Regions from separate parts of the Mus musculus genome. Here regions 2, 3, 4, 5, 6 and 7 are each linked to region 1. The links are chromatin contacts, called in public ChIA-PET and HiChIP or PLAC-seq maps. All regions are on one chromosome and are shown on one strand. Each heading gives the region's core, a stretch centred on a gene start, on an enhancer-like site or on the middle of the called end of the contact. The rest is flanking DNA. Distances are from core to core; before and after follow the strand shown. Region 1 holds the start of Klhdc10 (kelch domain containing 10). Region 2 holds the start of Flnc (filamin C, gamma). Region 3 holds the start of Lncpint (long non-protein coding RNA, Trp53 induced transcript). Region 4 holds the start of Tnpo3 (transportin 3). Region 5 overlaps Lncpint (long non-protein coding RNA, Trp53 induced transcript). Region 6 overlaps Lncpint (long non-protein coding RNA, Trp53 induced transcript). Region 7 overlaps Lncpint (long non-protein coding RNA, Trp53 induced transcript).

What was found. ChIA-PET counts read pairs in DNA pulled down with a chosen protein or histone mark. HiChIP or PLAC-seq counts read pairs in DNA pulled down with a chosen protein or histone mark.
Region 2: an HNF4G HiChIP or PLAC-seq map of pancreatic cancer cells shows a contact between it and region 1. The contact joins the promoter of Flnc here to the promoter of Klhdc10 in region 1.
Region 3: an RNA polymerase II ChIA-PET map of memory CD8 T cells shows a contact between it and region 1, with 52 read pairs. The contact joins the promoter of Lncpint here to the promoter of Klhdc10 in region 1. A contact is called at or near these places in 2 of 484 Hi-C or Micro-C datasets (embryonic stem cells and uterus) and 5 of 115 datasets of contacts at active chromatin or transcription factors (the NIH/3T3 cell line, astrocytes, embryonic limb bud and 2 more).
Region 4: a contact with region 1 is called in an RNA polymerase II ChIA-PET map of memory CD8 T cells, with 12 read pairs. The contact joins the promoter of Tnpo3 here to the promoter of Klhdc10 in region 1. A contact is called at or near these places in 2 of 484 Hi-C or Micro-C datasets (CD4 T cells and olfactory sensory neurons) and 3 of 115 datasets of contacts at active chromatin or transcription factors (bone marrow-derived macrophages, large pre-B cells and memory CD8 T cells).
Region 5: a FOXA1 HiChIP or PLAC-seq map of pancreatic cancer cells shows a contact between it and region 1. The contact joins the enhancer-like site here to the promoter of Klhdc10 in region 1. A contact is called at or near these places in 7 of 39 promoter capture datasets (3T3-L1-derived adipocytes, the HPC-7 cell line, embryonic stem cells and 4 more), 2 of 484 Hi-C or Micro-C datasets (embryonic fibroblasts and pre-hematopoietic stem cells), 2 of 115 datasets of contacts at active chromatin or transcription factors (astrocytes and pancreatic cancer cells) and 1 of 9 other capture datasets (macrophages).
Region 6: a contact with region 1 is called in a FOXA1 HiChIP or PLAC-seq map of pancreatic cancer cells. The contact joins the enhancer-like site here to the promoter of Klhdc10 in region 1. A contact is called at or near these places in 3 of 39 promoter capture datasets (the HPC-7 cell line, embryonic stem cells and pre-B cells), 1 of 484 Hi-C or Micro-C datasets (palatal mesenchyme) and 7 of 115 datasets of contacts at active chromatin or transcription factors (T-cell acute lymphoblastic leukemia, acute myeloid leukemia, astrocytes and 4 more).
Region 7: a contact with region 1 is called in an RNA polymerase II ChIA-PET map of effector CD8 T cells, with 37 read pairs. The contact joins the enhancer-like site here to the promoter of Klhdc10 in region 1. A contact is called at or near these places in 1 of 484 Hi-C or Micro-C datasets (erythroblasts), 10 of 115 datasets of contacts at active chromatin or transcription factors (the 230-238 cell line, the NIH/3T3 cell line, bone marrow-derived dendritic cells and 7 more) and 1 of 9 other capture datasets (embryonic stem cells).

The regions. Positions count from the first base shown.
Region 1 is chr6:30,400,167-30,403,590 of GRCm38.p6, forward strand. Klhdc10 (kelch domain containing 10) reads left to right here and starts at 1,689. Exons shown (of 10, transcript NM_029742.3): 1 at 1,689-1,984. The coding sequence starts at 1,828.
Region 2 is chr6:29,431,424-29,434,847 of GRCm38.p6, forward strand. Flnc (filamin C, gamma) reads left to right here and starts at 1,730. Exons shown (of 48, transcript NM_001081185.2): 1 at 1,730-2,390. The coding sequence starts at 2,036.
Region 3 is chr6:31,216,762-31,220,185 of GRCm38.p6, forward strand. It overlaps Lncpint (long non-protein coding RNA, Trp53 induced transcript), which reads right to left and starts at 1,713. Exons shown (of 4, transcript NR_110471.1): 1 at 1,313-1,713.
Region 4 is chr6:29,608,084-29,611,507 of GRCm38.p6, forward strand. It overlaps Tnpo3 (transportin 3), which reads right to left and starts at 1,766. Exons shown (of 23, transcript NM_177296.5): 1 at 1,283-1,766. The coding sequence starts at 1,402.
Region 5 is chr6:31,190,195-31,193,618 of GRCm38.p6, forward strand. All of the region lies in intron 1 of Lncpint (long non-protein coding RNA, Trp53 induced transcript), which reads right to left. Among named protein-coding and RNA genes, the nearest start is that of Lncpint, 27 kb to the right of the region's middle. Within about 2 kb of position 1,592, at least 71 of the 459 cell types and tissues checked have an H3K27ac peak or open chromatin away from gene starts, as enhancers often do. A contact at or near this core is called in the HPC-7 cell line, liver, pancreatic cancer cells and 1 more, where this site is marked.
Region 6 is chr6:31,157,830-31,161,253 of GRCm38.p6, forward strand. All of the region lies in intron 2 of Lncpint (long non-protein coding RNA, Trp53 induced transcript), which reads right to left. Among named protein-coding and RNA genes, the nearest start is that of Lncpint, 59 kb to the right of the region's middle. Within about 2 kb of position 1,627, at least 76 of the 459 cell types and tissues checked have an H3K27ac peak or open chromatin away from gene starts, as enhancers often do. A contact at or near this core is called in pancreatic cancer cells, where this site is marked.
Region 7 is chr6:31,124,726-31,128,149 of GRCm38.p6, forward strand. The region is part of intron 3 of Lncpint (long non-protein coding RNA, Trp53 induced transcript); the gene reads right to left. Among named protein-coding and RNA genes, the nearest start is that of Mir29b-1, 63 kb to the left of the region's middle. Within about 2 kb of position 1,931, at least 247 of the 459 cell types and tissues checked have an H3K27ac peak or open chromatin away from gene starts, as enhancers often do. A contact at or near this core is called in the 230-238 cell line, the NIH/3T3 cell line, bone marrow-derived dendritic cells and 6 more, where this site is marked.

The DNA of each region.
Region 1 (3,424 bases), core at 439-2,938:
TTATGTCTGTCTGTACATCACTTGCATGCCCAGCACCCAGAGGAGGTCATAACAGAGCGTCTGATCCTGAATTTGGACTTACAGATGGTTGAGAGCTGCTCTGTAAGTCCTAGGAATCGAACCAAGGTCCTCTGGACGACCAGCCAGTGCTCTGCATACATCCTTCTAGCTCTTGGTGGTCCTGGGTTTGTTTGTTTGTTTGTTTGTTTTTGTTGTTGTTGAGTCTGGATTTTATGCCGCTAAGGTTGGCCTTGAACTTGTAATGTATCTATCTGAGTGGGGCTGGATTTGAATGCCTGATCTTTCTGCCACCATCCTCGGTTGGGGATTACAAGAGTGTGTCACCATGCTGAGTTTTATACTGTGGCAGGAGACTGTACCTTTGGTGCTAGACAAGTATTTTAAGCAACTGAGCTACCTTCATCCCCAGCTCCATGGGTTTTCTTTTTATCAGATGTCAAACATTTCAATAAACTGTATCATAATGCATAATGGATAAAAATACTTCTTTTCCTACAGAAACTGGGTGTGGAGACAAAAAACCAAAATTTCATGACGACATGAAATTTGCTCACTGAGATCAAAGGAGACTTCTGGTCTCAGCACTTTCTCCTTCTCCACCCCACTCCTTAAAAAAAAAAAAAATCCAACATGTGAGGTTCTCATGTGTGAAACATCAAGGGGGTCAGCAGTCCATCAGATTAGATCTTGAAAGGTTTTGTTTCCCTTGAGAAATTTATGTTTTTTTTCCTTATTTGGAAACAGCAATGTGTATCTGCATTTTCCCACTGTGCACTGCGCCTCCCCAACTTCAAAGCCAAATTTTCGGTTTAATTTTGAAACGATGGGAATTTCTGATATTTACATTTTAAAATCACATCGTCCGTTCCATTTTCTATCGTTAACTGTGTATATTGTAAGACAATTGAGGTGGATTGTTTGTGTGTGTGTGTGTGAGTAAAACATTTACTTGATCGTGTGTCATCTAAGAGAGTATCTTTTTCTATTGTTTTTTTCTTGGCAGGCATACACAAGCCGCGTGTTTAAATAAAGATCTTCACTGATGCCTGAAAGATTTTCTTATTGAAATTTTCACTTGTGTTTCTATGATTACTCTAATATCGAACAGTTTTCGGTATTTGCTAATCGGGTTTAAAGCTGTTTGCTCTTGACGTGGCTTTTGCAGGGGAAGGGTCCCGGCAGTGCCACCGTGAGACAAAACAAATGATGAAAGCCAGGAGTTTTTTAGATTTCATCTGACTCCTCCCCCTGCCCCCACCTCCCGTGAGCCCTTTGTGTGTGGCAACAGTCCGCAGACCGGGGCTCAGTTTGCAGAACTGCAGACAGATGTACCAACACCAAGTACATGCATTGTGTACCTATGATGTTTCTAAATGCAGTGCTTATGGGACAGAATTCCGGAGTATCGACCATGCTGAGGCAGCGACCCTGCTTGGGAGTCTCCTCTGGCGTAGCCTCCCCGCTCGGTCTTCGACTATCTGGTCTGAGCCCCCAGCATCCCGGAGAAGCGGGCGAGCTCCGGGAATCGATGCGCTCTCTGAGCGTCTGCTTACGCCTTTTCTCCCCCCATCTCTTTTAGCTATAGCTATGGTTACCACGTCTCTCCCCGCCTCCCTCCACCTGCCAAGAAAGAGACTGCCCATTGGTCCACTGTCACCAAGGCGGCCAGCCATTGGTTGCTGGAGAGCCCGGCGCTACCCCGGCCCCCGTCTCCCGGGTCTCTTGAGGAGCCCGGGAAGGAGGCTCGGCTCGCGCTGCCGGGGCAGGGGCTTGCCGGGACCGGGCTGCGGCAATCGTTAGCGGGCCATGTCGGCTGCCCAGGGCTGGGACCGGAACCGCCGGCGGGGAGGAGGCGCGGCCGGCGGGGCCAGCGGGGTTAGCGGGGCCGGCGCGGCCGGCGGGGGTCGGGGCACCGGACAGCTCAACCGATTCGTGCAGCTCTCGGGACGGCCGCACCTGCCAGGTGAGTGGTGGGGCCGCTGCCGGCGAGAAGGTGGCGGTCGCCGGGCTCTGCTGCCCCTCGGACACACAGCCGAGGGAGGACAGGGAAGCAGAGCAGCAGGAAGGTGGCGTTGAGGTCAGGAGGGGAACCGGAGCACGCCGAAGAGAAGTCTCGCTGTGTCGACAGCTCGGGGAGGAGAGTTGTATTTTCCTCCCGACCGAGAGGCCGCTGTCTCTTTGACATTCCCAAATGTTTCGCTTGCCCGGTTCTTAATCTTTTCCTCTTCCGCGGATGGATGTTGTGAAAGAAAGACATTGGTGTTTAACTGTGGAAAATTATTTCAAAAGGAGTGCCAAATTAAGGAGAGGAGAGCAATATAGAAGTGATTTTGTTTGAAAGGAAAAAAAAAAAGCCAACCAACTGTGTCAGAGTTGGATATTTTGAAATGGAATGAGCATGTGAAAGTGTGTGTGTGTATGTATGTATGTGTGTGTGTGTTGGCTAGGGAGTATATGGGAAAGAAAATAAAAAAGATTAAGGGAAATGGTTGAATCAGTAATATTTGGGGATGTACAGAGACAGAATGGGTAATGGTGACTAGATTTTAAAAGGGGGAAATGAAGATCATGAATATAAAGAAACGAAAGGATGTGATCCCGGTATCAAAACTGAAAATTGGAAAAATATACCTACTGCTAAAAATTTCATGGTCTTTGAGTTCACATGTTTTAAAAAAAACAAAACAAAGTCATGTAGGTATGTGTGTAAACAGTTGTAAAAAGCGTACGTTTACAAATTTTCAGTCTGTTAAAAGGTAGAGAATTAAATCATGCACAGAATGCTAAATCATTTTATTGGGCAGTCGTGTTTTTTTTTTTTTTTCACCGTGAAGAGAATTGTCAGGAATGATGTACTAGACCTTCGCCATGTTTTTTTGTGTATGTGTGACTAGTGTTAAGTTGATTGTATCAGTGGTATATTTGTTTAGATGTTTTGAGAACCTGATTGTTTCTGAATTGTGTTTACTATTGTGACTTGTTCTTCTAGGTGGTAAAAAAAATCAGTTGATTAATTTAAAGATAACAAAGGGGATTTTACTTATTCAGAGAGATAATTACTAATATTTGTGATATGGTTTTTGATGTGTGCCAGAAATGTTCATTAACCCATTTGTTCATGCCATTAAAATAAAATTGAGACATTTGTAAATAATCAAATATACCATAAATTGGATTTGAATAAACAGTATCAGACTGGTATTCTGGAATTGCTAAATATGTGATGTTTAACAAGAAAAAAGGAGACATTTTTTTTTGTTATCATCAGTTAACAACAAAACCCTAGGTTTTCTGCATTACTAAGCCTAGAAGATAAATCCCTTGGCAAGGACTATTCCCAGTTTGCTCTCTGCCTGCAATCTTTTAAGTCTTTGGTCATAGATTAATTATTACACCATGAACT
Region 2 (3,424 bases), core at 480-2,979, 970 kb before region 1:
ACACACACACACACACACACAACTTTGCTTGCGTGATCCAGCTCTGTATCCAGAGCTAGGCATCCCTCCACAGGAGAGCTGTGTCTTTCAAATAGACAGTGCTGGTGCCTGCTGGGGGTTTTGGCTGAGGGGTGAAGGTAGCGCTCTGGGAGAATGACAGTTTGGGAGACAAGGAGGGGGCTGCCAACAGGAGAGTGGAATTCCTAAGCGCCTTGTCACAGGCAGCCAACGAACATGAGCTGCGGGGCACTAGCTATTTATACCTCTCCTGTCACTATCAGGGCCTCCAGAGACACCCCTGCTCCACACACCATGCACCACAGGGCTCTTTTCTGCTCCTGGCCCTTTCTGCCCTCCCCCTCCCTCCTAAGGACCAGGCCTTCTCCTTAGGTGAGAAGGAAAAAGAAATGATTGCTGGGAGCTTCACCATAAGCTCCGCCTCCCCCAACTCCTTTCCAAGTCCATAGTGGGCACCGCTGTCGTCTGCCCTTGAGGAAAGAGCTCCCAAAGATGCTTTATTATTGCCTTTCCTTTCATTATGACTGCGAGGAGGGAAATAAGGTAAAATGATTTACCCAAGCCTCAGCGGTCACATGGCTTGAATTAAGGACTGTCTTCCTTCAAAGCTAAGCTTACTTAGTCTCGAAGGATGGGGAAGCAGTGGACACACATCTGACCTCTCCTTGCGATGTAAATTCATTTGTAGGTCCTTCCCTTGTGTGTGGCAGGCAGCTTGGATTGCCTCAGTTTCTCTGTTGTGAACATTTCCCATGTCTCTCACCTTATTGGGCTTGCCCTCAACCCAATCCTGCCTAGGCTTCTAGCCTGCCTCCCTTCCTGCCCGCTTTGCCCCTGGCCCTGCCCACTTGCCCCAGTCACATTTCCCTTGGCTGCTCTGCCAGGGCTCTTCCTGCTATTTGGCACACTTCTACTTTCCCTGGGAAGATCTGCCCTGTGGCTCATGTGGGCACATTGCCCAGGGGGCTCCCTGGTACTACCTGGGCAGCCCTTTTGTCCTCTCATCAACTTGGTTGAGTCACGGGGGGGGGGGGGGCGCACACAAAGTGACTCACTGGGTACCCTTGTTCTGAGCTCAGCTTCATTCTGAGCCAGTGAGTCTAAATGGGCTAATGACCAGGGACACTGAGTCAGGTCAGGAGCCTTGGTTTCCCTGTGGCCCTGGGTTTGGATTCCAAATAACGGTTTAAGCATTTTTTTCTTGTAAAGTGGCAAAAGTCATGGAGCCCCCTTGAACTCAGTCTCTCCTGGTCAATGTCCCTGCTCCTTCTGGTGTTCTCTCTCTCTCTCTCTCTCTCTCTCTCTCTCTCTCTCTCTCTCTCTCTCTCACACACACACACACACACACACAATTTCCTTTCTGAGTTCTTCACAGGTGGACAATACAACCAGGCTAGAAGCCAGGACTCCTAGGCTGTGTCAACAGCCTTGTCACCAACTCCAGAAAGTTCTGTCAACACCAGATCAGTTTGTCTAGCCCTAACCACTGCCTCAGTTTCCCCATTACTTTCTTTAACCCAATCTGAGTGTGGAAGGAGTGTCCCTCATCCCTAAATGGCTAAGACTAGGTTGGGGTGTACAGTGTGCATGGGGAAGCTCAGGGCCAGCGCCCCCACCCCATCCCCGCTCCTGCTGAGGACTGCGTGGAGGAGGGGCGGGCGGAGGCGGGGCCGTGGGGCTCAGCGCGGCCCCCACCCGCGGGCCGGGCGGCATTCCTGGGAGGCCGGCGCTCTGACGTGGACCCTGGGGCTGCGGGCGCGGCGGGGGGGTCGGCAGCCCGGGGGCTTCTTAAACCCACTGCCCCGGCCCGGCCCGCACTTCCCGAGCACCGCTCCGCCCCGGGAGAGAGAGAGAGCCCTAGCCGGACAGCCCAGCAGCTCAGCCCAAGAGGCCAGCGAGCCCCGCCGCCCAGAGCGCTAACGAAGTCTCCGAGAACTCGGTGTCCCCGCGTCCCGCCCCGACAGCACCCACAGCCCGATCCCCAGGCCGTACTCCCCCGGCCCCCCGCCGCGCCACCATGATGAACAACAGCAACTATTCGGACGCCTCCGGCCTCGGCCTGGTTGACGAGGCGGACGAGATGCCGTCCACGGAGAAGGACCTAGCGGAGGACGCACCGTGGAAGAAGATCCAGCAGAACACATTCACGCGGTGGTGCAACGAGCATCTCAAGTGTGTGGGCAAGCGCCTGACCGACCTGCAGCGAGACCTCAGCGACGGGCTGCGCCTCATCGCGCTGCTCGAAGTGCTCAGCCAGAAGCGCATGTACCGCAAGTTCCACCCGCGCCCCAACTTCCGCCAAATGAAGCTGGAAAATGTGTCTGTGGCCCTGGAGTTCCTGGAGCGGGAACACATCAAGCTCGTGTCCATCGGTCAGTGCGGGGGTCACAGGGAACGGTCACAGCGGGGGTAGGAACAGGTCACATAGGTGCGGGTACTGAGATCCGGAACAGAAAACCTTTCCCTTGCCTGGTCTGATTTCTCCCTCGCCAGTACAGGCTGGAGCCCAGATACCCCTCTAGGACAGGTGGCACCCCTGAGAAGTTCCCTTCCGAAGTTGTCCAAACATCTTAGCTTCAGCCTCCCTACACACACTCCTACCGACCTGCCCAAAGTCCCCTCTTTTCCTTCCACCGGGCCACCCTTGCTTGCACATGCTTGCGAGGACAGGGCTGGTGCCCAGTGCTAATTCCTTGGGGGCGTATCCCGCCACCCACATGAAAGCAAATGGCTTCCCATCGCCTTCGTCGCTGGGCAAAAGCAGTCTTAAGACAGGTTCCAGTCGTCTCTGGGTTCTCAGGGCCCTGAGGCCAGGGAGACTAGTGGCCTGAAGCTCGCTGATGCGCTTGGCAGGCATGTGCTCCCCATCTGGGATCTGGCCGGACTAGAGCAAACAGAACCCGGCCTCAGAAACCTAAAAAGGCACTGAGCAACGTCCTGGGAGCTTTAACCCCTGATTGCCCTGGTCGTTTAGGTCGTCTGGGAGGGGGACTCCTGCCTGTCCATGCCCTGTTCCAACCCACCACCTGGCCTGGGATTGGCTACAGCTAAGGGTCAAGCTGCCCTGGAGGGAGGGGAAGGCTGAGGAAGAGAGGAAGTCATTGAGTGTAACCAGATTTGGAAGGTGTGTCAGTTCTGAGTGGGGGTAGGGAGGCGCAGGAGTCTAGAGAGTCCAGAAGCCCAGGGTGGGTTTTGAGTGGCAAGAAGATACCTTACTTTTCACAGCCCTATCCCGCTAGGACCAAGGTTTCCAGTTTGCGTCTTGGGTGAACTCTTAGAGCCCTTCTGGGATGTACTAGAAGGACCCCCCTGGGAGGATGCACCCCAGACCCTGGAAGGGAACTGTATATGGAACCAGGTGATGCCCACCACTACAAGCTGCCCCCAGAGACTTCAATATTTAACT
Region 3 (3,424 bases), core at 463-2,962, 820 kb after region 1:
CGCCGTGCCGAGCAAGCCGTGGCTGCGGACCCAGGCGCTCCGGAGTCTTGTCCCCACCCCGCCTCGGACGTCACCCGCCTCGGACCACCCAACCCACACCTTCCGCCCCGGGCGCGCGCGGGAGGGGGTAGATAGCTCCAAGCTGTCAGAAGCCTACAGTGTGTGCCACATGACGAAGCTCGCCCTCGTCCTCGACACTCACGCAGCAGCTTCGCTGCGAGCTGAAACAGACATATTGGGGGGGGGGGACCTGTCTTGATTTTTCTCTTGGTTTTAAAAGCAACCCCCCCCATACATAAGCGTTAGACTTAGCTCTACCTACGCACTCGCTTTGCCTCCCCCATGGTCTCCTACCAAATCCAAGCGACTTACCAAATCCAAATGCCCACCCTACACACCTGCTAGGTAACCTGCCTTCTGGAACCTCAAAGCCCCACCCATCCCGCCTGTGGGGGCAACCTGTGGTGGGGGGGAGTGAGGCAACACGATTAGGTAGTGATAGAGAGGGGGGACATACAACCCCCCATCTCCAGAGCAAGAGGACGCATCCTGCTTCCCTCCGCCAAAATAATAGCCGAAGTCAAAGCTCCGGCTTCCCAGGGGCTGCCTCTCCCCCCACCTTCCCCCTAGAACCAAAACGTCGCGTCCCTCCCAACCGCTCGCCCCCAGCCCTTACTTCTTGTTGACGGCCGAGGTGGGGGGGCGTGGGAGCCATGCATGAGTTGCCTCTAGGTTCGGGATGTTGGTCTCCTCTGAGTGAAGAGGTGGGATCTCGAAATGGAAACAGTCCTCCCTCCCCCCCCCCAACCCCCCCCCGCCGGTCCCTCCCCTCCTCCTCCTCCTCTTCGTCTGTTTACCTCAAGTTTGAATTTTATCTGCGCAACATTAGCTGGAATGCGGACATTGAAAAAAAAAAAAAAAACCACTCGCTCTCAACCCGGCAGCAGCTCCGGAGGAGCCATGTGGCATCAAGCCACCGCAAAGGGGAAAAAAAAGTGCTCTTAGCAACACAAACATGGCGAAATAGCTCCGACATGCCCGTTTCACGCAGCAACCCTACCTTCCTTCGCTCACCCGCCGAGCATCCTGGCCCGCTGCCTCAGGCCCCTTGTGGGGGACCGTAAGGGGGCCCCGGGGACTGCGAGGGTGGACGTCAAGAGAGTCCACCGGGAAAATAGCACAGATGACGCGCCAACCCATCTGCCTCACCGAGAGTGCGGGGACGCTTTTTCCACCCCCAAGGTGGGAGTTGAGCACCAAATCCTGTCCCCAAGTCCTGCTGGACCCGTTTTCCCCACCCTAAAGAACTTACCTTGAGGCTGAACACTACACCGCTTTGCTCTCTTTTCTGGTTCCTTCCTCTGGAGTGAGGAGGAAAATGATGCGCACGTAGATTCCGAGAGCGTATTCTTCTAGAATTTTCCCATGATGGTTGGTGGGGAGCGATGGGGACTCTGAGACAGGTGCGGGGCTGCCGGCTAAAAGTTGCTCAGCGCACCACGGTGGGCGACAGGGTCCCCGGAGCGGGCGGAGGACCCCCACTCTCTGTCCCTGGCGTCGCCCACTTGTCACGCCAGGCTGCTGCGTGCGCTCGGCTGCAGAGGAGGTGGCGTAGTTTCTCTTTCTCCCACCTCTTCTCACTTGTTTTGTAGCCGTGGGCTCCCCTAATGCTTTCCTCTCCACAATGTTGTTTCATTATATCATGTCCATCATGTGACACCGGAGAGGCCTCTCTATGGAAACTTAAAGGGGCTCCCACGTGACTGCAGCAGCAACAACAGCAGCAGGACCGCCGGCGGCGGCGGCGGCAGCATTTGTACCACCACCCACCAGGAGCCCCTCGAAGCATCCCGAAGGGGCTTGTGGCGCTGCGAAAGCCCAGATAAGGGAGCCACTGCATCCGGGAGCTATGGCGTCGGTGCGTGCGTGGAGCCAGTGCTCATTACACAGCAAGCGGAACAGGAGCGTCCTTAAATCCTTTCCTGCAGTCACCAAGCCCACGCTCTGTTAAAATGACATTTCGTGGTTCCTACTTTATTTTCCCCCAAGAGCTGTGAGTTCCCTATCAGGCCTGATTAAATTTTACAAAGTCAAAAAGAAAAGCCAGATTTGCCCTCTCAGTGAGCTCACTCGCAGATCGTTGGTAGAACAGAAATGCCCAGAAAATAACAACCAGAACCGGGCATTTGGTCCATAATTACCATCACTACCAGTTTCGGAGCTTTCTGGAATTACATTCCTCCGGTAACTGTTGATGATGCTCTCAAGAGGCAAAATGCAAGGCAGTTTTTCTCTTCCGCGGCTATATTAGGGCTTTGTTGCTGACAACAGTAAAAACTTGTTTGTGTCAGGAAGTGAGGTATGAAGCCATGACCTGTAAGGTACAGACAAAACCAAAGTGGCAGTTTGGGCACTACTTTTCTGACCACATTCTTCCAAATGGTGACAAGATGACTGCCATAAAATGCGTGCTTGGTTGGAAATAAGATGATCAGGGAAACATGCTTATCCCTTAATCATACTGTGCATGCTACACACTAGAAATTATATATACATATATATGCGTGTGTGTGGACAGAGCGCAAACGTGCATTTTCCTGATATTCCAAACCACCAATTCTGTCCCCACTGCTAGCATTTAACTTAAGTATTAGCGTTTAAAGGCTTATTCGTGTCTAGTGATGTATGGAAACTAAGTTTGAAGTCCTTAGTCTTAATGACTTGCAATGTATGTGTGTGCAAGGTGTGTGGGGGGGGGGGTCTACTTCGAATCGCAATTCTCTGTCTCTACATTTTTATGTACCATGGAAAAACATCCTATAAGTAAAATCTATGATTAAATTGCTATTTTTCTGTTGGTTCACACTTTTCCGTCTTTATAAGGAAAACGGGGTTGGCAGAATTGTGGAAAAAGGATAAGAAAACACTAACTCAGTAACTGAGGAGTGGGATGGGAGAGGACCAACATTCCGGCCTGGCCTTGATTATCCGTCTCTCTCCATCACTTATGAATGCATTAGGTCTCCCTCTAATTCTAACACCCATCCTTATGGCCTTCTAACCTCAAGTCTAATTCTTTCATCCTTTTAACCCTCTTTTGCCTGGACCGCCCAGCTCAGGCTCTTTGCTTATGTACCCAGCTCAGGCCTTCCCAAATACTTAACCCCACCACCACCAGCAGCAGCAGCAGCAGGAAGAAGCAGCTGGTTCTCTTCTCAGCAACCTTACCCCCTTACCTCTCTTTGACCTCCTTTAATCTCCTCCACAGCCTGGCCCTTGACTTCACAGATTCCTCTTACCTTTCTTCACCTGAAATGGCCTGCCCTTTACTGGGGTCTCCTTTACCCCTCCTCTCTGGTCCCATCCCTTCTGCGGGCGAACCCCAGCATTCCTCCACGGCTCGGCCTGGTCAGCTTGAACCACA
Region 4 (3,424 bases), core at 516-3,015, 790 kb before region 1:
CTACACTGAACCTTTTTTTTCCTCCTCCATTTAGCCCTAATTGTCCTGGAACTCTGTAGACCAGGCTGTTCTGGAACTCAGAGATTAGCCTGCCTCTGCTGAGATTTAATCTCAGCTGAGATTAAAGTCGAGTGCTTCCACACCCAGCAAAATTTTATTTGTCTTCCCACAATATAAACAAGAACTTGAGTGTCACATTTACATGCAACCATCAGAGTTAAAGTGGCAAATATTTTTTTTTAATTATGTACTTGCAACCTAGGGGCTTATTTAAGAAGATACAGCACCATTAAACATCAGTTATGAGTTAAACAGAAAAGGGAGAGCAAGCATTTCATGTTTGTGAGTATAAAATGAAATAATGAATAAAGGGTGAAGAGAGAGAGAGAGAGCTAGAGATGTAGGCAGGACTGGATCCCCAGCACCAAACACAAGGAAAAGAAAAAGAAAGTAGGTACTTAGTCTGTTAAGAGGCTCCTTAGTTTTCAAAGAATTTCACAGTTCATAGACTAAAACCTAAACACTGTCAGCAAAATCACAAGCTATTAAAATTCATAAAAAATAAAAACATAGCAAAGGTGAGTGTGAAAAATCATGGAAGAAAATACAAAGTGTGAGTCAAAAAATGAAAAAACATGAGCCCAAAAATTTAACATGTGGAAATACGATAGATACAACACACACTCCACCACATGCTCACAAAAATATGGACTAATTAATATAGCTATGATAGCCATCTTACAAATAAAAACGTACAGGCAGAAGAAATACAGTAGGAATCTGATATAAAACAAAAGAACTACAAAGATTTCCTGAAACCATAACTAATTTTTCTTTATATTACGTTGCACTCCAATGAGAGGAGAAAATTTGTACGAACACGAATCTAGAAGCCTGAGAAATTTCGAGAATAACACGAATGAAAATCGGCAAGGGACACTGAGGGGTGAGTAAGGCTGCCAAAGGGAAGGTATTGCCAGATGCAACTCTTGAATACGGAAGGTGTACCAAAAGCACTTAAAGGAGAGCCAGACCACAAGCGAGACGTACAGAACTACAAAACGGATTCCACAGACGAGGGAAAGGGCCCGTTCGTGACCAATCAGTTGCCACTGGTTTCCGAAAGGCAGCACATCTGTGGCTGCTCAGCCCCACCCCGCGGCACCAGCTCCTTCGGAAAGAGGATCTCCCACTGCCAAGCGCTCCACTCAAGCGGAGAACCATCCCATCCCACTCGGCCCTGGTCCCGCGCGGCTCAGAACGGACTCTCCCCGAACCTCACCGAACGCTGCAGCTCCCCAAGCCAAAACGAGGCGCGCTCCTTTCCGCTGGGATCCGGGTCGTGGTAAAGCGCTTGCACCGCCTGGTACACGAGCTGCAAGGTTGGCTTGGCTCCCTCCATGCTGGCGGGAGCGGCGGCGATGACAGCAAAGAGCCCGATACTCCTCCCTAGGCTTCCGCTTGCTCTGCCTTCAAGCGTCCTCACTGTCTCGGCCACAGCCGCTCCCTGACTGGCGCCATCTCCTCCTTTCTGGCCGTTACCAGGGAAGGGGGGTTCCTCGTGGAAGTTGCCCCCTCGGAAACAGCGGAGAGGTCGCTTTCAGGTTCCTGCCTCCTTTTTGTCTTGTCTTCCCGCCAGAATCGCAGACTCTCGAGTCCGGACACGGGTTCTGGCTTCTGCACCTCCCGCCTTGCTCGCAGAGGCCTACCTCCGCATGACACGAACCACGCAGCGAGCCGAAGCAGGGCTTCCCCGGGCCGGAAGTGGCCGTCCGTAGACTTTGGCACACTTCCGCCTGGTGCACCACAAACTGCCTCCTTCCCGGCACGCCTCCTCTTGTTTCCCCCGCCTCCTCCCGGAAGTGACCCTGCCGGACTAGGAGAACCAAGGGGAAGTAGGCACAAGGTAGTCAGTCTCCTAGGTGCGTAAGTCTTTATTTGAGCTTCAAGTCTGGCTACTCTTAACGTTCCTGACCAAATCTTATCTCGTCAGCAAGGAATCCAAAGTCTTTCCTCCCGGTTCCTACTTCTTCACCCGTCTCCAAGGAGTGTTTAAGAAACATCAGTTCAGCCGGGCGTGGTGGCGCACGCCTTTAATCCCAGCACTCGGGAGGCAGAGGCAGGCGGATTTTTGAGTTCGAGGCCAGCCTGGTCTACAGAGTTCCAGAACAGCCAGGGCTACACAGAGAAACCCTGTCTCAAAAAAAAAAAAAAAAAGAAAGAAAGAGAGAGAGAGAGAGAGAAAGAAAGAAAGGAAGAGAGCCTGTAATCTCAGCTCTTGGAAGTTAGCCACAACACCATCAGGAGGAATTCAAGACCAGCCTCTAATACGTGGAACTCTGTCTCTTTAAAAAAAAAAACCAAAAAAAAAAAAAAAAAAAACAGCCAAGCGGTGATGGCAGACAGGTTTAATCCCAGCACTCTGGAGTCAGAGGCAGGCCTAACTCTTGAGTTTGGACCAGCCTAGTCTACAGAGCAAGTTCCTGGACAGCCAGGAATACACAAAGAGACCTTGTCTCAGAAAATAATTAACAAATAAATAAATAAATGACAAACAAAATCAACTGTCTAGCAATCCTCAGTTAACATGCCAGTTTCCCAATATTGCTGCTTCACTAAAAATAACTGTTAGTATCTAATGAAGGCTGACCATGTGTAATGTAATGTAATGTAGTGAAAGATTAACAACCTTCCAAAATAAGTCCTTTTTTAATGAAATAGTTTTGGTTTGCTTATTTGTTTGTTTGTTTGTTTGTTTGTTTCGAGACAGGGTTTCTCTGTGTAGAGGGCCCTGGCTGTTCTGGAACTCACTCTGTAGACCAGGCTGGCCTCGAACTCAGAAATCCGACTGCCTCTGCCTCCCGAGTGCTGGGATTAAAGGCGTGCGCCACCACGCCCAGCTCTAATGAAATAGTTTTAAAGACTTATTTTTATGTGTATGAGTGTTTTGCCTACATATTTATGCATGTGCAACTTGGTCCTGGAGGAGTTACCGTGTGAGCTGCTATATAGATCCTGAGAATTGAGTGTGGGTTCTCTACAAGATCAGTGAGTGTGTCAACTCTCCAGCTCCTAAACCTCATTTTAAAAGATGAGAATTTAAAGCTGTTCATGCTGGACCATATTTATAATCCCAGCACTTGGGAGGCAGAGACAGGAGGGTTGCTGCATATTTGAGGCCAGCCTGGGGTTCTTTGTGTGGTTCTGGTTGTCCAGAAACTCTGCCTTCTGGGTTCTGGGATTAAAGGCATGTACCTCCACTGCCCAACTAGTCACAAGAATTCTTTTTTTTTTTTTTTTTTTTGTGGTTTTTCGAGACAAGGTTTCTCTGTGTAGCCCTGGCTGTCCTGGGACACACTCTGTAGACCAAGGTGGCCTTGAACTCAGAAATCTGCCTACCTCTGCCTCCCAAGTGCTGGGATTA
Region 5 (3,424 bases), core at 342-2,841, 790 kb after region 1:
TGGAATGAGTTGGTACACATGCAGTGGCCAGAATGCCACTTGGCAGACAGCAATAACCCATTACCTTACAGAATGCAATGCCTGTGCATGCCTGATTGCAAAGCTGAGCCATGTTCCTTACGTCACACTTGTGAAACAATCATGTGACTTTCATAAACAAACAAAAATGACTTTATGTGTATGTTCAAATCATCAAGTAAACAGACAAAAACCAACTCGGTGTGTGTGTGTATTGATGCACAGAAAACCTGGAGAGGAAAAAACTCCACTCCAATTGTTTTCTCTTTCCTCATTCTTTTTCCATTTCTAAGTATTTGTTTTAGATGTAGTCCCTTTAACTATATTTAGAAAATGAAGCATGATTAAAAGTGAACTTACTGATTTATCAGAAAGTAAAATGTGAGAGCTGGGCAGTGGTGGGAAGGTCTCTGAGTTCCAGAACAGCCAGGCTGTCTTGAAACAATTAGAAGAACAAGAACAGGAAAAAAAAAAAAAAAAAAAAAAAACCTAATTAAAAAAAACAAACAAACTGGGGGTAGTGGGTGGGGATGTGAACTACTGTGCAGAAATCTACCACTAGATGGCACTATATGGGGCAATTTTAGAAAATACTGCATTATGAGATTCAAACTGTCAAATGACAAAAACGGCTTTCAGGAGGCAGGATATGATCAAAACAGTCCTGTTTTGTTTTGTTTTGTTTTTAGCTATTGTGCCATTTCAAACGCAGGTAAGGCTACTGAGAGAAAGCAATAATCAAGTTAAATATTTGCTAACTACTTTGATATACCAACTACTTTTCTGATATTTTTAAAACGAAAATAATTCTATCTCTAGTTCCCAAAAGAACAATGAAGTACAGAAATGTATTTCACTGCACTGTGGGTGTGGGTGTGGGGGTGTGTGGGGGTGTGTTTGTGCTGCAATCCATCGGCTTGGTTAAAGGGAACTACATTTCCCAGAATCCCCTTCCACATATGACTCCAGGCCAAGGTCAGTTAAGTATGTTTAGCCACTGAGTCATTTCTACCACTTCTTTCTAACTTGTCAAATTATTATTTAGTAGTTTTACTCATAAACCAGGCAAAGGTGACAGTCAACCATCAACACGGCTCCTGAAGTGGACCAGGGGATACCAGACCTAGAGAGGTTCAACTAGCTGGATCAGCAGGTGTTTATTACAAGAATGGGTGAGTTGAGTTACTGTCACTTCTCGATCAGTCTAAATCACCCCTCTAACTTCAAAGAAAATGGAAAGGAAAACTACTTGTCTGTTTCTGTGACACACAAGGTCAAGTTCTTGTTCTGCCCCTATTTTAAAGGGTTGCTTCTGGCTGTGCCATCCAGTCTGGGTGACCATTCCACACAGAGACCTCAACCCTTATGTCTAACAATGAACTTCCAACTAAGTCACTCACTCTCCCTGGGCTCTGAGAACAGCACAAAAGCCCCAAATGTGAACAAAGGACTCGTGTGCACTGGAGTTGCTGAGCCCTTTACAGCCACTGTTTGCTTTAGGCCTCTACCACCTAGGACAAGGTACCGCTTCCTGTTGGCACACGCCGGATGCAGATCCTTTCAAGGTCTAGGGCAGCAGAGAACCTTTTTCGAAGTTAAACAATGGTGCGTGTCAGCGCCAGGATCTGAAGCTGAGCAGGGCTCTACTGCAGCAAACACCAGATGACAGAGCGTCTCCACCTGACCCACGCGCTCAGACTATGTGAGAGGAAAGCCTGGACCTGCTTTTCTTCCTCACAGGTGTGTCGTGCGCGGCCGTGAAAGCCAGAGATCAGCCTCTAGTGTCCTTCCTCGATTACCAACCACCGTGGTTTTGGGGGTTTGTTTGTTTTTAAAATAAAGTCTTTTATTGGTGTGGAGCTTAATAAGTAAGTAGGCTGGCCAGCCAGTGAAGCTCAAGGACCTACTAGTCTTTACCTCTCTACAGCTGGAACTCTAAGTGTGGAACACCACCACCACCACCACCACCACCACCACCTCCACCACCAACACCTCCTCCTCCTCCTCCAACTTGTTACATGGGGTCTGGGTATTGAGCTCAGATCCTTGTGTCTGCTCAGAAAGGGCTCTACTCGCTAAATTGCCAAACTCAGCAATCTGGGTCTCTCTGTATGCACTGCCCACAAGCAAATAATAAGGCCTTATATAAGCATCTAATGCCTGCGTTTAGCATGTGACTAAATATATTGATTTTGAACATTAGCTGACCTATGACCTCTCAGAAACTGTGCCTTGTCCAACTGAAACTACAAAGCAGCCTGGGTTTCATAAGACAATGCAGACGCTGAAGACAAAAGCCAGTGCTAAAGCAGTGTCTGAAATCCATGCACCACAGAGCTGTGGTAGCTGCAAGACCCCAGCTACCCTGCACGATACACACCTGATAACTCAACAACTGCAGATACTCCATTCTGCCTGTCACACTGCCCCCCCCCCCCCAATTCCCAGTGACTGTGTGAACTTCAGTTCTGGCCCTCCTGACCCACTGTGGTTAAGGGAACCAAACCAGCCATGTTGTGAGAGATGCCAACTAGTTTGTAACTTTATAGGCCGAAGGCTGTGTAAAATGCAGTACCTCCCTGCCAGCCCTCTTGGGAAGGTTTCACACTTGGGTTCTGTCACCCTATCTAAATTAAAGACACCGGAAATGACAGCTAGGAAGACATTTTCTGCTCTCTTGTCTGTTATTGAGAAACACCTACTGAGTGCTGCGCAGTAAGTAGTAGACTAAGGATCTGTTTGAATGCACCAAAAGACTCACTGCCGTGCATCCTGAACACAAGTCCTACCCGTCTGTATATGTTTAAGCACAGCAATCTCATAGTGCTCAATTAGGAAGACAGGCCTGCAACCTAAGGGACTCTTCAGAGCTCCTCTGGCCAGCAATCCCTGGGAGGAACTCCATCTTCATTAGACCAAGGCTGAGTGAGCCCTCCTCAAGTCTGGGGTAGAGAGAAATCCTTTTCCTGTTGGGCCCCAGGAAAAGAACTTGCTGGTTCAAAGCCTTCTGCCTGCGGCTGTTGGGCCCACCACCTAAGCACTCCATGTCCTTTCTGGAAGCCTCCCCTTGCCAGAGGATTCCTGGCCTCACCCCTCTTCTCCTCAGTTTGGAGTCTTCTCACTACTCACTGAAAACTCAGGGCTTTTTTTCTGCCCAGAATCACCCACTCACCTGACTCAGACAGTCGTACAAGCTGCACACTATAAAAATAGCCTTTGCCATACATAGTGTGTGCAGCCTTCAGGCCTTCACACTTGGATACGGCAGCAGCACCTTCACACCGTTGGCTTTAGTCAAACGTCCTTCTTTGGGTAGGACTTTGAAGAGGAGAAATATTTTCAGAGACTTGAACTTAATTAGCTGCTGTTACAGTCTTCAGTAGAAACAGTTGTTTTAAAACTAGTT
Region 6 (3,424 bases), core at 377-2,876, 760 kb after region 1:
CCACTATTAACTGCTTGTCTGAAGACCCCATTAAATAGTTCCTATTAGGGTTTAGATGTCCAATGTCTCCCACAGACTCATGTGTCCCAACAGTGTGGGCAAGTCTGGGGCCATCTGGGACGTCCAGGCACTAGCAGGAAGCCTCAGGTTCCCACTGCCAAGTCCCTTCCGACAGCTGGTGGGTCCCTCTCCTCAAGCTCCAAGCACAAGTAGGTTGGGGTGTGTTTTTCAGGTTGCTTGATCACAACAGAAAAGAAGAGAGACAAAGGGTGCTAAGGGGCTTTGCCACTGTTTTCAGAGAACATTTTCCGCACAGCCTACTCTGGCCTTGAGTGTGATAGCCTCAGCCTCACTGTCCCTGTGATGATGGTGTTACAGGTTTGTGTCATTCCCCAGGGGGGTTTTTGCTTGTTTCAGATTCAACAGCTATTAGTTTTAGTGTGTTTCAAAAATCAGATCAAAATTCCATCAGTTTCCCAACTTCACAGACTTTCAAAGTGCTAAGTGTGCACTGGGAACTTACAGGGGAGGTAGTATGACACAGAACTTCAAATGAACATACAGGTTAAGTAAGGAGGCTGGCAAGATAGCTCAGTGGTGAGGGCCCTTGACTACCATGCACCATGCTGCCCTAAGGTACATCCTTGAAACCCACATGAAGGTGGAAGGAAAGAAGTCACCACATAAAGTCATTCCCTGACCCCACTAACACTTGTGCAAGCATGCATGCATGCATGCATGCATGCATGCATGCGCGCGCGCGCACACACACACACACACACACACACACACACACAGAGGGGACGTGGGGTTGATTTTAAAATACTGAACAGAAAACAAAAGTTCCCAACTCACTGGCCATGGTTTCGTCTCCTTTGTATTCTGGTGGCCCTGGCCCGGGGACTGCACTGGGAGATTGCTGTGCTAAGGAAGCAATTATGAGCTCCACTCAAGAGAGAACAAAAACGGATGGATTTGGAAGGGTCACTTGGGCACCACCAGGAACCTTGGCAGCAGATCACGAGCCCCCTCTTCACTTCAGGTTTTGTTGCCAACTACTTGTCTACACGGCCCAGACCCACAGGGCACCTGCTCTCCACTGTCAGCTGCCAGCTGCCCCGCCCTGGCAGGCAGCCATGGCAGGCCTCTTTTCCAGCCCTCTACATTCTGGACAACCTAAACAGAACTTCTAGCCTCACGGCATGCCCCTATGTTCTGGAGTCCTTGCTATGAACAGAGAACCAAAAGGAAAAAAAAAAAAAAAAAGCTCACAATTTCTTGAAAATCTCTTCTAATACAGACAGAACAAAAGAATTCAGAAAGCCTCTCACTTTAAACTGCTCTTTCCACAGAAATGTCTTCATTATTAAACTAAAGTAAGTTCTGGAAATGCATGGTGCCGGGTTCTTTGAAATTAAGAGCAAGATTTTCTGATAAAAATTATTGACTAAAATACAGTTAACTTGTTTGTCACTTTCAAAAGCCACAGATGAAATTTCTCTGAAAAACCCAATGTCTTTAAGAGAAAAAAAAATCCACAAAACTGGGACTCTGCCAAATGTGAAAGATACAAAACCATGGGCCGAAAAGGCTGTTGTCAGACAGCGACACACAAGTGAGGGCGGAGCTCAGGGACATAAAGCCGGGGAGGCTGCCACGTGGACTGCCATGGACTGCCGTGCTGGCTCCACCTGGGAGGGACTGAACATGTTTCCTCATTCTTCAACTTCAGACTCCTAATCCGAGGAGGAGGAGGAGGAGAGCGCCATTTTAAACAAGGTCAAGCAGAGCCTGCCCAGGAAAAGAACCTGATGCCGATGATCGCAGCTAAGTCTGGCTGTGGCAGCTTTGTCCCCTAGTTTACAGGAACCCAGGACAGCCAGTAGGTTCCCCCGTCTGTGGTTCTAACACTGTGACCTAACCTGAGACAGTGGCACTCACATTTGAGGCAGAACGGAGACCGGGCAAAAAGATAACACAAAGCAGACTTGTCCCTGAAGGCCCCGCTGGGAGGGGGGGGGGGTGGTGTCACATGATTTATTTCCCTCTTCCCACACACAAAAGATGGGATCCTATCTCAAAATACAAAATAGAATAACACAAAATACAAGAAGGAGAGGAAGGCACGGATGTCCTGAACTAGGGACACCAGGGACTGGCCTGAGGGATCACTGATAAAATGTAGCAGCAATTCTTCTCCATCCATCCGGTGGCCTCACCTTCAGGATGTGAAGGGTCCACACCCTGGTGGCTAGGTACCCCTGCTGCCGTGGCAGTCACGGTGGTGGTGAGATTTACTCTGGCACTGAGGAAGCCTCCCTTAAAGTTCCACGACAAGCAAGAGTTTCCTTTCTAAGTAAGCTAGCCAGTACGCAGTGTCCTTCCTCATATCTAGTGTCTTCCCTGTTCTCTTTCCTGAACAGAGTACACACCTATTGACTCAATTTAACAGCAAAGTTAATACTGCAGAATTACAGGAAGCCATTTTTTTAAAATGATACTTCACCCCCGCCCCCACTTGCCCTCCCCAGCCCAGGTGTGGTCTCCTGTGATCTGAGCTATGGGGCTATGGAGGGGTGGAGGTGGGCATCGGTGTCTCCACTTCCCATTTCCCTGCCTCTCGGGAGCTCTCCACTGTGGGCGGGCGGGCGGTTGGTCGGTGCTAAATGGGCTCCGTCACCACTATTCAACCCAGCAGCAATTAACACCGCATTCATTTTCTTCAAAGGCAAGCTGAAGCAAGGTGCCCCAGACCTGGGATAAGTTCTTGTCAGCCTTGTCTTTCTGCTCTAATTATTTCCATGGGTTTCAATCAGCATCTCCTGCACTGTCTTCCGCAAGTGCTAAGAATGGCTGCTTGGGAAAAAAATTTCAATGCTAACAATATTTTTCCTCACAAATACACAAGTTATATGAAGAAAGCAGTTCTGCATAGCTCTAACTGCTTGCTGTACAGTAAGTACTCTGAGACGCAAAGGTGTGCTGGCCCCAGGCCACTGTGCACTGGGAGGGTTCTGGAAGGATCATGTGACAGCCATAGGAAGCCATAGGAAGCCCAGGTTTACAGGTTGCATTTAGAAGGGAATGCGGGGAAGGAACATAAAGAGAAATTTGTCTCTTCCCCGTTTCCTTCCCCCAATGGAACTACTCTCACTTTTCTGAATCCTTCCAGATCACATATTTCTTAAACACACAGAGTTATAAATATGTTCTGTTTGGTAAGTTTTTGTCAATACACTTTCTAGCTTAAATTCAACAGTCCTCTCTGCCGTTAGTACATTTATCCTTGACCACATATGTCTGATGGCAGGCAGTGTTTTAACTTGAGAATCTACCAGAGGCAGGGCTGGGGATATAGCTCCGAGGGCAGAGTGCTTACCTACAGCAAACACAAAGCCCTGGGCTTGATCCTCGAGGACTTGTA
Region 7 (3,424 bases), core at 681-3,180, 720 kb after region 1:
AATGAAATAATAATAATAAGCTCTATCACGTGGTACTGTTCCAAAATACTACTCAACAGTAATATCAACAAGTGTATAAATAGCTTTTAAAAGGCTAGGGCAATTCCCTAAATTCAATATAAAGGAGAAAAGCAATGTATAAGTAAAATATTTATATTTCAATACAGAAATAAAGAGGCCCTTGTAACTTACTTGGGTTTGAGCTGACAGACAGGCCAGCATGATGGCAGTATGTTGCAAGTCACTGCCAAGTCTGCTGTCCTGAGCTCCATGCAAGAACTCAAAGTTAGGTGGAAAACCACACCTGACTCTTGTATATTGTCCTCTGACTTCCACACGTGCACAGCACGCATGTGCCATAGCGCGTGGGCACATAAGTAAGTGGATTTTTAAGTTTTTAAAGTAGTCAGATAAAAGGGTGAACCACTGTTAGACAACAAAATGAAAGATAATATACTCTGTGAATTACAAAAATACAAAATAGTTTTGTATTATAAAAATGTAAAGTTAAATCTAGGCTTAAAAAATTATAAACTAATTGGTGACTACATGAACACCTAACATAAACTCATTTGGAATACTGCGTACGTTTTCTTGTATGGGGCTTGCACCTTAAAGTTCCCTCAAAGAACAGCCAGAGCGCCCTCACGCATTTCCACTAGGGGGAAGACCTGCTTCCTGAGAACCTCGGCAAAGAGCTACGGGATCGCACTGAGAACCAGGGCACCAAAGACCAAGCACCCATACACCTAAGAAGCAGATGGCCGGAATACAAAATGGCTGTGAAGAACTTACTTTAGACCTTCGTCACTACATCTATATTCAATGCCATTTCCTCTTTCTGAACTGGGAACTATCAGGCGCTCCAGACAGAATTCGGGAGTGGAAAGCTTTCTCTCTCTGCGCCATTTATTTAGGGAGCACAAAGTGATTCCAACTTGAAAAAAATTTTAAGATTCAAATCTGGCTATTTAATGAGACCAGGGAGTTTTCAGAGCTGTATAGCTCCTGCTTCCTCAAAACAAGAATTAGAGCATTCTTTCGCATGTGGCCAGCACAGGAAGGGGGAGCCATTTACTGTAAATGCCTCTCTGATGCAACCAACCACCTCGTTCAAAGAGAGAATTCATCCAAGAAGATTTAGTCACTTCTTCTAGAAAAATGCCACCACACTGAATGTACACAGACCAAAGCCCACGCCCAGAGACAGGGATGAGCTGCTTGGCCGACAGAAAACAGACCAACAGACGGGGAAGAGAGATCTTGACTTCACCAGAAAAGATTCAGCAGTGTTCTTTCCGAGGTTGGCCTCTGAGACGGGCAAGCCGGACAGACATGTTACCATCAGTTCCTAAACTCATTACAGGGATCGTTCCCCTCTGCCTAGCTGTGAAAGCACCTCCTAAAAACTTCCTAAAAACTGGTTTAGAACCAGGAACTAGGCGTAATTAGTAACTTAGTAACTGTGGCTACTTAGTTTACAAAAACCTTTCAAATGCACAAGGAAAAGAGGAATCCTGTAATTTAAAATGTGAAACTGAAAGTACAACTTGATGAAGGTGGGTTACACATGAAGAGGGTGAGACAGAAGGAAACGCTGAATAGCAGTTGGGTTAAAAAAAAAAAAAGAAAACTCAAAGAAAAGCAGCTCTGAGCTTCTTTCCCTAACACCCCCAATCCACACAGAGGAAACTAGGGGAGGATCCCTCCCATTTCTGCTTACCCAGGGCACCCCGAGTTCTTCTTAGGGCAAGATGTGCGCACTTGCTTTTCTGGAGGAGGCAGGGAAGAGTCATGGCTGTGTTCTGATGAAGCCGGGGATCCCCTTGATGAATGAAACCACAAGGGGGTAATCTATGTTGGCTCAGCAAGCCATTGGCTACCGGGTGCTGAGGCGTGTGGAAGTCTCATTTGCCAACCTTCTGGTAAGCCTCTCACAGCCCATCTCAGGAGAGCCGCAGGATGCATTACACCCGGGCAGAGTCAAAACTAGACAGGGTTCGTTGTTTCCCTGCCACTCTCCCCAGCCCAGAGGAAACCACAGCCAACCACAAGGAGAGCTGGCTCCTCCGCCAGGCGAGAGAGAATTATGATGTCGACACCGGCAATTTACCAACGTATCCCACACCAATGCCAGAGCTTGCTCTCTGTATATGACTGCTGGTGAGTCTGAAGTAGGTACAGGCAGGCAGGTACCACACTCTCAGGCTAAGAGGCCGGGGCCATGGTTTGGGGATTCCATGGAGGTGGGAAAGTTATAAAAAAGGAAATGTTAACTTTTGTTGAAAAACTAACAAGAGCTGAAACAAAGGTGTAACCCAGCCTTCATAAACAAATGTTTCAATGTGTTCTTGAACAACCTGTGTTGATGCCTCTGTGGGGCCCAAGAGTGTGCCCCTCATCCAAGCATCCTGGGTCTTTATCCTGCACTTTACCATTTAGGGCCATTTGCCTGTCTAGAGAACTAACACTGCTGACCGCAGACACCATTGGGTGATTTCTCTCTGACTCTAGTCATCAGGACAACCCCACGTAGAGCATCTGTAACTTTTGTGAAAGGAGAGTCAGGTTGAGTTGCCTGTGCCTGCCCTCCCCCCAACCCCCACCTCCATGCTAGAGGGGTAAAATCCAAGCTGACAAATGCCGGAGGAAGAGCAGTCAGTGTTTGAGACTGAATCCAAACATTATGTCAGAGCAGTGGTTCCCAACCTTCCTAATGCTGCGGCCCTTTAATACTGTTCTTCATGTTGTGCTGACCCCCAACCATAAATTAGTTTTTGTTGCTACCTCATAACTGTAATTTTGCTGTTAGGAGTCATAATGTAAATATCTGTGTTTTCTGATGGTCTTGGGTGACCTATGTCAAAGGGGCTGCCACTCACAGGCTGCATTAGAAGATTGTGTGCCTGGGGAAACAAAAGACACGCTGCCAAAGGATGTGCACGAGGAAAAGGCGCGGGAACCGGACAGATGCGCTGCGCTATAGGCTTTAAATCAACAACTTTATATAATGAGTTCTACATGGACTCCCCAACTCAGCTACCTGACTCGGGCAACAGGCATCCAAGTGAATGTATGCCCTACACAAGTGGTGCTTGCTCTGAGTACCTAACTACTTCCAACACTCTGTGGACATAAAAATTCTGTAAATTGAGATTTAAAAAAAACCCACTCAGGACACATATCTGAAATGACACCATCTTCCTATATTTCTTTTAAAAATTTTTTTTAAACGTGTTATGTGCCTGCATGAGTTTATGTGCACCAGGGTCAGAGGCCAAAAGAGGACCTCGAACACCCTGGCAGTTCAAACCTGGATTCTCTGCTGGAGCAGTCAGCACTCAGTCATGAGCCATGCTCCAGCCCCACTCTGTATCTCTTTGCTCCATACTGATTTCCACAGGTCTGCAACCAAGCAGAAGCC